Linked DNA regions of Callithrix jacchus: region 2 is linked to region 1. The links are chromatin contacts, called in public Hi-C maps. All regions are on one chromosome and are shown on one strand. The core of a region is the stretch at or near the end of the contact, and the rest is flanking DNA. Distances in the headings are between cores, read along the strand shown.

Region 1 (5,108 bases), core at 2,405-4,904:
CTTTTCCTTTTCCCTTTTTGCCATAGTGTGATTTCTCTTTGCTTAGCAGCCTTCATGCAGTGGTGCCCTTATGCAGACTAGAATACTGCTTTCTAACTGTTCTCTAAATTACATCCTAAAATAAAGTACATGCTTATTGTGCAAAAGCACCATGCATTATCTGTCCTCTAGCTATAGGCCTCTATCATTTCTGGCTTAGCTAAGAAAAAAAAAATCCTTTTAACTTACTATCAAAGATCATTCAAATCACACCCAATAGATCCAAATTAAGAATGAATACATTCAGAATGTCTGCCTACTGTCAGTACCAGTTTTTGTTATGATGGCTGTCAAGTTTAAAAATGTGACAATGAGAATATATTTTCCGAATAAGTTATTCCTCTGAGTAAATCCTTTAGAAATCCAGCCATTGCTATGGGCAATATAGGTTCCAAAGGATGAACGCTCTTCACACTTGAAAGGGTTAAGTGCCTGCATGGCCAAAGGCACCAGACTGCAAAAGAAATGTTGCTTTAGTAAGCTCTGAAAGGTTTCTAACAAGTACCAAATACTTGTTGATCTGCTCACAATAAACACCAGCAGGATTGTCAGGCTCCTTTCACTGTATGGGGAGACGCATTTACATACTGCACCTAGGAAGAACAGCTTGTTGGTCTCCTTTATAAAAGTTGAGTAGCTAGAAGCCTCCTTCAGTGTCTCCCATCCAAATGACTGAAAGAAGATGCAATTGAAATAGTGGAGTCTTTCGTCTAGCTTGGGCAGCATAAATGCTGTGCATAAAACATTTGGAGTAGTTCAGGCACAAGACAAACCCACCTGAATGGACGAGGAACACTGTCTGTTGCCATGGCAGCCTGATCTAATTACATGAGTGATCAGGGCTGGAGTAAGTGCACTGAAAACCTACACCACTGACAGCCAGCCAGGAGGTTCAAGGGAGCCCTTCAACCTCTGCTTTATGTAGAAGATGGCATTCAAGTCCATTTATTTGCAGAGCTGCTAAAATATTGACTGATGCATGCACAGCGAGAGGGCAATCAGAGGAGATTAAGTGCCACAGCATTAGCCGTTATGGTGCAATCCCTTTCCAAGAGTTCCTGTGCAGGATTTTCTCTTCTCTCTGGTGGTTTCCTCAGGCATAAGCTTCATTCCAAAAAAAAAAAAAAAGCCTAAGTATCAAACTACCTTTACCCACCAAATAAACCGAAGGGTGGGCTTAACGGGGGCTTCTAGGAACTGCAGCCTCCTAAAAAACCCAAACGGAAATGTCTTAGCTAACACTGTTGAAAAAGTAGCTATGCCTAAAAATAACCACCAAGTAACTACCCACTGCTGTGTGCAATATATAACGACAATGTTTAAATATTAAAAACAGCCTGCATTATAAAACGCAAATGTCATTGAGATGTGCACTACTAGATTGCCAAAGGAGAACTTATTTGCATACACACATTCCTGTGCATGCACGAATGTGCAGGCAGAAAGCCACTGTAAGGCACCAGTTTTTATTCTGTGGGTGTAATAGGGTCTTCTAATTTTGCTAATTGTATCCTGTGGATCTCACAGGGAAGCTCAGAATCTCTTCGGGGACAGAACCAGTTTGGAGGAGTCCCTACTGCACAGCATACGGTAAACAAAATAAAAATAGCTTGCCTTTCTTGTTAGCCACATCGCGCATTATATAACCAGCTTCTTCCGACTGGCTTTTTTTTTTTTTTTTTTTTTTTTTTTTTTTTGCCCTTACTACTCTTCAGCAATTTCCCAATCTTCTCAAGTATTTACATTACCTTTTTATCTGTAGGATAATACCAAGAAAGCAAAACAAAACAGACCAGCCACCGGCTCGAACCGAACCCCTGCCGTCCTTAGAAACTGATCTTTTTGTTTTGTTTTGTTTTCTGGCAGAGTCTGGATCACCACCCTACTTCCACCCCCCGCTAAGGTTCTTGCTCAATCTCCCTAGAAAACCTGAATTGTTTCACCGCTTCCAGTCAGCCCCCTACGTGGTTTGAAATAAAATGAAAGCACAGCCTCGGAGTTCAAGAAGGCAGCCTGAAGGCGGGGGGCTGAGAAGGGGTCGGGCGATGCAGAGTCAGCCAAGTGGCCGAGGAGGGGCCCCCTCCGCATCACGACAGCCCTCGCCCCCCGCCCGGCGCGCACGCACACACACATATACACATTCACACTCACTCACACACTCACTCACACGCCGCGCTCCGACACCGCCTCACCTCTCGCTCCGCCCGTCCGGCCCCCTTCCCTGCCCCCTGCGGGACCGGCCTGAGCGCAGCGCTGGAACCACGTAGGAGGCGGCGGCGGCGGCGGCCCCGGCCCCGGGAGTGGCAGAGTCTTCGGCCCGGCCCAGAGTGAACGAGCAGCGGGGCTCCAGGGCGCATCCCAATCCCCGCAGCGCCTCCTCCTCCTCCTCCGCCGCCGCCTCCTCCTCCTTCCCCTCCTCCTGGCTTCATTCACCCTCCCAGCAGCCGCGCAGCCGTTCACTCCCGGCTCCGGGCAGCGCCTGCCGCGGCTCCTCGGTTCCTGCCGCGGGCGCTGGCAGGGGCGCCGGCCCGGACTGGGGCGCTCGCGGGCTCGCGGCTCCGGGCGGCGGCGGCCGCTGCACAGGATCAGGAAGCGGCCGCACCAACAGGGCGGCGGTGGCGGCGGCAGCCAGGGCCGCCACCGCCACTCCAGCCGCGCTCCAGGCACCCGCACACCCGCTACCCCCGCGGGGTCCCCGAGGCCACCCCTCCGCGCCCCCCGCCTGGCACCCGGCCGAGCGCAAAGTCCCGGCCCCTTGGCTGGAGCAGTCCCTTCCCAGCCCACAGCCGTACAGCCGGCGAGGCCGGCCACGGAGGGAAGACCCTCGCCCAGGGGCGCCGAGGCCGGGCGTCCACCCGCGGGGAAGTGCAGCCCTCCCCGAGACCCCCCCTCTCTCACCGCCCTCTCCGGAGAGGAGGAATGGGAAGAGGGCGGCCGGGAAAGGGACCAGCCCCCCACCCCGGCCGCCGCCGCCTCCCCCTGCGCCACCCGGAGGGAGGAGGACATGGCTCTCGGCACTCGCGACCGGACCAGCAGTCTCCAGAGCGGGGCGCCGCCGCCGCTCTCCCTGCCCGCGCCCCCCGCCCGGGCGCGCCCCCTAGCCCGGCGGGCGCCCACCCGGCCCCTGACAGCCCCCCCGAACGGCCGCCCCTGCGCCCAGAGTGGGGGTGTCGGCCTGGGAGCCTGGAACCGGGGACGGTTGTATGTACACACACACGCACGCACACACACACACAACACGACGCGTCGATTCCCTTCGCTCCTCTTCCAGCTGTTTTCCGTGCAGCCGATTGGGGTTTTAGGGTTTGTTTGCTGGTTGTTGCTTTTGCCCCTCTCGGGAGATAGGGAGAGGAGGGATTTTAATCTAAATAAGGGGAGAAGGGGATGGGGGAGGGGGGAAAAGAATCAGAGGAGGAAAAAAAATAGCCACTTACTGTAAAGTGTAAATGGATCTGGGGTTGCGTGGGGAAGGGGGGCAGAGGGAGAGAAACAATGTCTGGCGGCTGCTCTTGCTCTGGCTGCTGCTCCCCGGGGCTTGTTTTGGATCCCCCTGCAGTGAAACAGGTCCTGTACGGCTCCGCCACTGTAGTAGAAATGATGTCTGCGGTATACTCTGCTCTCTCCTCCTCCTCCTCCTCCTCCTCCTCCTCCTCCCCCTCCTCCCGCTTCCCTCCCCTCCCTCCTCCCTCCGCCCTCCCTCCCTCGCGCTCTCTCGCGCTCGCTCGCTCGCTCGCTCGCTCCAGTATGTAAATGTGTAATAGAAGCCAAATATGGAGCAGTTGGCTGCCGCCGCCGCAGCTCAAGGATCCGACTTCATGGGGGTGGGGGGCACCCTCTGGCGGGCGGCCCGGCGAGCAGCACCGAGCCCTGAGCGCACCGCGCGGCGGCTGGCCCGCGCCCTTAACCCTTCGCGGCGCGCGGCCCGGGGAGGCGGGCACCTTTCCCCAAGAGTGGCTCGGGACGGGCCGCGGGGGAGGGGAGGAGCGGGGTGGAGGGCAAGGTTCCTTCCAGGTTTGGGAAGGGGGCGGGGAGCTGCGCGATGAGGTAATTGGAGCGGTGACCGGTCGGTCCTCGAGCGCCTCCCTGGGTCCCTGCACCTAGTTGGAGGGGACCGAGCGACCGCGGGGCGCTGCTCAGGCAACCTGGGGGACTCCCCCAAGGGGTGTCAGGCTTCAGCTGGCAGCCAATGAAACACCCCAGGGGGGAGGGGAGGTCGGCGGGTTCTAATCCCAACGTGCCCTGGGTCCCCGGCGCCCCGAGCCGCGTCTAAAAGGGCTCCCTCCGATCATCAGCTGCACGTTATTTAACCCGCAAACCGGCGTCGCTGCGGCGTTCGGGAACCCAGGCCCGGGGGCCTCGGGGATTGCCTCTGCGTGCAACTCCGCAAAGTTTCCCGGGCCCCCCGACTGCACAGGCGCCCTCACCTTCGCTGCCTGAGAACGCCCGGCCGTGCCCTCGCTCTCTCCGCAGGTCCGGAAATCGGCTTCGATCTGGAGCTACTTACTCCGCTCTAGCCTGGAAAGGAGACCCGCGCACTCCTCTCGCAGCTAATTTGGGATCATTAATTTAATCGGAAATGAGGTAACCAGTGTAAGAGACAGAGAAAGCCACCGGAGCATCAAATGGCAGCTCTCGGGAATCGATGAAGAACTTGAGTCTGGACTCTGTGTTTTAGTGCGGTCCGCGACTCCCACCACCCCGCCCGCCCCTCCGCCTGTCCCGCCGCCAGGTGTGACCTCCACGCGAAGGAATCTTCGTCGGCTGGGCTAACATTGCCAACAGGTGTGGCACCTGGAGGACTGGGAGGTGCCTCCAGACTACGGGCGCTCAGCGTGGCGTTTTTGCTGCAGATGATTCTGGAAGGCCAGTAGGTGTCGGGCAACATTTGACCTCCTTCAGGTGCTTAGAACTAGGTGTCTGGAAACATGACCCCTTCGCGTAAGTTTCTTTCTGAAAGCCACCGCTCTTGACTGTAAGCTGTATTTGAGAGACCTTTTGGCTGAGTTTACTTATGACCTAACGGTTAGTCACCCACTGAGGCAGGGCAGAGAATGATCAAAACATGTGTC
Region 2 (5,228 bases), core at 2,163-4,662, 260 kb before region 1:
CCTCGCTGGCCACTAGAGGGCATTACCATGTGAATAAAATCATCCTGATGTCCGTGATGCAAACGGTAGAGAGCACGCGTGGGAGTTAACGAGGCTACAGCTTCACTCTTCCTTTCCCCTTATAAACGGCCAGAGAGCTGACAGCTGCAAAGATGTGGAAGTATATCTACTCTTTATGTTTTAACACAATAGAACTTTAAGGGAATAAACGTGAGCCATGCTAGATGCAGGACTAGGACTGACATACATTTCTTCAGGGTGCCCGATTTCCATTCTTCAGAAGTCCACAACCTTCCAAACAGCGCAGGTCTGTTCTCCTTCAGAATCAATCTAGCAACGAGTCTGAAACTTCCAAAAACTTCTCACACCTGTCATCCCAGCACTTTTTTTATTTTTGAGACAGAGTCTCACTCTGTCACCAGGCTGGAGTGCAGTGGCGTGATCTCAGCTCACTGCAACCTCCGCCTCCCAGGTTCAAGCGATTCTCCTGCCTCAGCCTCCTGAGTAGCTGGGACGACAGGCATGCGCCACCGTGCCTGGCTAATTTTTGTATTTTTTAGTAGAGATGGGGTTTCACCATGTTGACCAGGATGGTCTCGATCTCTTGCCCTCGCGATCTGCCTGCCTTGGCTTCCCAAAGTGCTGGGATTATAGGTGTGAGCCACTGCACTTGGCCAATCCTAGCACTCTGGGAAGCCGAGATGAGAGGATCGCTTGAGCCCAGGAGTTCAAAGACCACCCATGTCTCCAGAATTTCCAAAAGCTGTTTAGCAGCCTGCTTGCTAAAAATTCAAGTTGATAATCTATCCATTGCCAAGGGATATTTCCTTCAGGAAGCAAGAGGAAGATAAGTGAGGCTGGGGAAGGCTGAAGAAAACAGTCCTCGGTTCTGAGGAGAATGAGCGAGAAGCGGCTGATGGTCAGTCCCAGGCCACCACACTGCCTTTAGTCATTGCCTTTGCAACCAGGTGATCTTCCAGGTAGCTTGGCTTCCTTCTGCACCTAAGCTCATAACGGCAAGACTCTAACCTCACCTCTCCAGCCCGCATCTTTCTCCTCAAATGGTGCCTCTAGTCTTTGTACACACTCATGGGTTTAATCACCAGGCAGGACACCCTGAGGCAGCCAGGGGTTAGTTGGCAACAGTACACACAAAGGCCTCTCCCTCAATTCAGCACCGGGGCGATAAAGATATTATTACCCTGAAAGCCAGCTCCTCAGAAGCTGTGCCACCACGGCAGGTATGAAAGGTTTGCCACATAGTTTTCATACGCAGTTCTCCTTCCTCGGAAAGCACCATTTGTTTGAGTATCCGTAAATCACTCCTACAGAAGACACAATTTGCTCTAATGTTTTGGAGCTATGGAATTTATTATGATCACAGAACCAGGAAATAGCTAGATGTGAAAACAGGAACGTCTCAAGTCACCCCTCCGCTCTAAGAAGAGTAACGCGTTTCAAATGAAAAGCAAAGTCGCTGCTGTGTTTACTGATCTCTCTCAATTAGGGGCCTGCACTCCCAGGACAAATGTCACCATAGTTAGCTTTTCAAATACTAAATAAAAACAACAGCATTTCCAAGATCTAAGCATTATAAAGAGGTGCTCTCTTTTAAAGATAAAGACAACTGTAGAATGCTGGCCCTTTTTTTTTCTCCTAATCGGTTAAAAAGTGAAGAAAAATAGAATGGGCTGAGCAGGCCCTGTAGTCTGCTTTTTCAAATAGTTACATCCACAGATTTTCAGACACCAACAGAAACAAACAGCCGTTCCCTCCCTCCCACAGGTCAGGGTGAGAATCAATGCCACGAGCTACAGTAACAGCAGAATGTACATTACAAGAGAGACAGAGAGTGGCTTAGACCCTCCGCCTGCCATCACCATCACCTCCCAACCAGAAATGGCAACAAGAGGCACTTTCTAGGAATTTGTTGGTGGCTACGATCACGTGTCCTTCTTGCACTCACGTTTCTTTTGACCAGATATTATCTAGTAAGCTGTGGTTGAGTGACCCCTGGGAATCGCCATTGAAACAGAAGTTTTTCTAAGTAAATTATCTGTTCAGTATCTGTTCTCATAGTACAAGCACATTTCAAAAGTTCAGCCAACGGCTAGGAAAATGTTTGGGGCATGCAGAATCCCTTCTACAACAACAGAACTAATCTCACGTATGAATTTTTCAGCTTATGAGCCTGGAAGACATATTAAAAACCCAGCAACATGTTTCTCTTCATTAAACAGCAAATGTCCTTTCAAACAAAATCCGACAGGGCAGAGATTACTGTTTGTGCTAATGGAAAGTGATCAAAGCCCCAAGATTCTTTGGTTAGCTGACTCTGAAGCCTGTTCCTGCTTGAGTTTCTACACAAAGTATATCAAAAGAATGCAGATATCACTGGAGATTCAAAATGTTTAAAGTGTCTAGGACTAGCAAGAAAAAATGCTTGCAACTATAGGAAACGGGGAATAGAACATCACCGTTGACTTCCACCTTTTCCCCGTAACACAATACATTACACTCTATAAATAGCTTAGCCTGTCTGTTTAAATATGCACCTCCCCTGGAAAAGATAGAAGCTTCCGATCATCTTGCTATTTGGAAGGAATCTTACTCACAAATCAATCTACCAGGCCATGGCGATATTATGGGGATGTGAGAGGGACTGAAATGAACAAGAACGCCACGTGTCTTCCAAGTCAAGTGGGGTCCTATGCCTTGCTGGTTTGAAGAAGTGGGAGAACCACCAGCAAGAGCAGCAACTCGGGTGTCTGTCATTACAGTAAGCAGAAGGTTCTGACCAGCAAGGGTAGCCCCGGTTGCCAGAGGGAGGGAGACAGTGACTTCAAAGCTTTCCCATTCTGTCACACTTCCTGCACCTCTGCCAGAGGCGGCTGCTTCACAGACCCATACATGCAGAAAGTAGAAAAGAAAAGCAGGATGTCAGGAATTCTCCTCTCCACCAGTAGCATCTTTCCAGTTCTAGTCTAAATGCAGGGGGAAAAGATTTGGGGCTGAGGCACCCCTGAATCCCAGGGAGCTCAGGAGCTCACTCTGATTCCCTGGAGCTGAAGAATCGCTGTGTACGAGCTTCACACAGCAGTAGCTTCTCTCATTAGACTCTCTTCTGCCACTAGAGCCAGGCAGCTATGAAAAGTGACAGGACCAGCCAGTCCCAGAAAGCAAAACAGGAGTGCAACACATCCCTCCTCTCTCCTACCCAACAGCCTTCTTCCTCCTTTCTCTCAAACCCAAACTGACACCTTCTTGTTGGATCAAAAAGGCCATGATCACAGTGTGCAGTGGCCTTGTGGAGCTAAAACAACAAAAAAATTAAAACCATTAGCTTGCAAAAATTTTACCAACCGGCAAGACATATCCCATCACGTCCCAGAGCCACAGGGAGGCTGCGTCTGATTGCAAGGCACACCAGCAGAAGAGGGACAGCTCTCATGGCTAGACAGTGAGCCCGCTGTTAACAACAGCTAGACTCAGCAACCACACATTCCGTTTTACTTTCTCGCCCACATTTAAACCATTTTATCTCCACTAGAGGGCCAGGATGGAGATGAAATTTCAGCCTGACAGTTTTGCTGCTGATTTAAGATTTGATCCTAAACCTTGGGGAGGGAGGGAGGGAGGGAGAGCTCGAAGGGAGGAAGGGGTGTGGGGATAGGGAACACTCAGATGCTCAAAGTGGGCATGTGTGGTGGCCAGGTTATCCCTGGGTTCTGCCACAGAAGCTCCATCTCATGGGATGACACTGCTATTAAAATAATATCCACAAAGTGTAACACAGGACACCTTCCAGTGGCTACCTGGGCTCAAACTGGGTTCCCTCTGACTCCTTTCCTTTCCTTGTTTCTTATATCCAAACAGGTGCTCAGGTTGGTCAACTCTTTCTTTGTAGTGCCCCCCACATCTGTTCCTTTATAAGGCTCCCTTTACAGTTCTCAGAACCTTATCTCCTTACGCCTGCAACTGCCTTCCCTCTGGGACCCAGTCTCTGTTTTCTCCACCATCTCACAGGCTGTGGACATAGCCATAAAGCTCATCTCACCAAAACATGGTTGGTCACAACCCCAACTTGTTGAAAAATCTCCAGTGACTGCCAACCCCCAATTCAGGACCCCTCTACAGCACTGCTCATTTACACTATGATCACTTCTCCCTCCATGCCGCCACCATCCCCAAAGCCCAAACCAACAACAAGCACCAGGTCTTGGGAATCTGTCACTGGCTGGGACTATGGGCCTTCTTGCGGTCAGGTTTCTCTTCACCACGTGATGCACATGCAGCAAACGTGGTTGAGGGGTCCCCATTCTTTGATTTGACATATGTGATGCGACCCCCATCTCCTTGTCCAAGGCAGCCTCCCCCTTTCTCTTTATGAGCTTTCTATTTTCCAAGTTGAGTCCACATGAAGCTTCCAACTTACTTTACATGCTCGGTTGTTGTGTTTTGCTCAGTGTACGTGTGGCCCCTGTCTGGAAGCCCCTTTCTCTGATCTGGAGCTGAATTGTGGTCTGTTCACCAGGATCCCAGATGAAAGACGAAAGCATGAGAGAAGCGGATGCAGGAGGGGGATGGGACGGAGTGGTCCATGCATCTGGGATGGAATCATGGGAGCATCCCGGACAGGTTCACTTTGCCTTAATAAAGCTTCTTAATTTTTAAACAAGCATAAGGATCTCTGCCTCATTCAGGAAGAACAAGGTCAGAAAGACAAGATGGGACCAGGTAACTTGTGAACTGTGCATTGAGCTGTGGACTGTTAGATAGTGATACGTCTAAGCAAGGCCAGTGTCTGGCAGGCCAGGCCTTTAGTGTGAGTTTTGCCACCTGCTAAGTTGAAATTGATTTGCCCATGTCCTTATGATTGTCCAATCACCATAGCTAATTAATATTAACTATTTTTCTTTTTTTGAGTCTGGCTCTGTTGCCTAGGCGGAAGTGCAATGGTACGATCTTGGCTCACTGCATCTGAGTTCAAGTGATTCTCATACCTCAGCCTCCTGAGTAGCTGGGATTATAGGTACCTGCCACCATGCCTGGCTAATTTTCGTATTTTTAGTAGAGCCAGGGTTTCACCATGTTGGTCAGGCTGGTCTCGAACTCCTGACCTCATGATCTGCCTGCCTCAGCCTCCCAAAGTGCTGGGATTACGGGCGTGAGCTACTGCACTCGGACTCTGTTGTTTTTATTAATGCTCTTTTAATTTTAGCAAATAT

Evidence for each region. A called contact is a pair of places that touch in the nucleus more often than the background predicts.
Region 2: a Hi-C map of skeletal muscle shows a contact between it and region 1, with 5 times the contacts expected there. The contact joins the enhancer-like site here to the promoter of ATXN1 in region 1. A contact is called at or near these places in 3 of 3 Hi-C or Micro-C datasets (induced pluripotent stem cells and skeletal muscle).

What each region holds. Positions count from the first base shown.
Region 1 is chr4:13,913,584-13,918,691 of calJac240_pri, reverse strand. It overlaps ATXN1 (ataxin 1), which reads right to left and starts at 3,654. Exons shown (of 8, transcript XM_078368284.1): 1 at 3,474-3,654. LOC128931873 reads right to left here and starts at 3,045. Exons shown (of 4, transcript XM_054254650.2): 1 at 2,232-3,045. The coding sequence starts at 3,045. LOC144576580 (a long non-coding RNA gene) reads right to left here and starts at 3,654. Exons shown (of 8, transcript XR_013533693.1): 1 at 3,474-3,654.
Region 2 is chr4:14,169,190-14,174,417 of calJac240_pri, reverse strand. The region is part of intron 4 of ATXN1 (ataxin 1); the gene reads right to left. The region is part of intron 5 of LOC144576580 (a long non-coding RNA gene); the gene reads right to left. Among named protein-coding and RNA genes, the nearest start is that of ATXN1, 260 kb to the right of the region's middle. Within about 2 kb of position 3,412, at least 4 of the 16 cell types and tissues checked have an H3K27ac peak or open chromatin away from gene starts, as enhancers often do. A contact at or near this core is called in skeletal muscle, where this site is marked.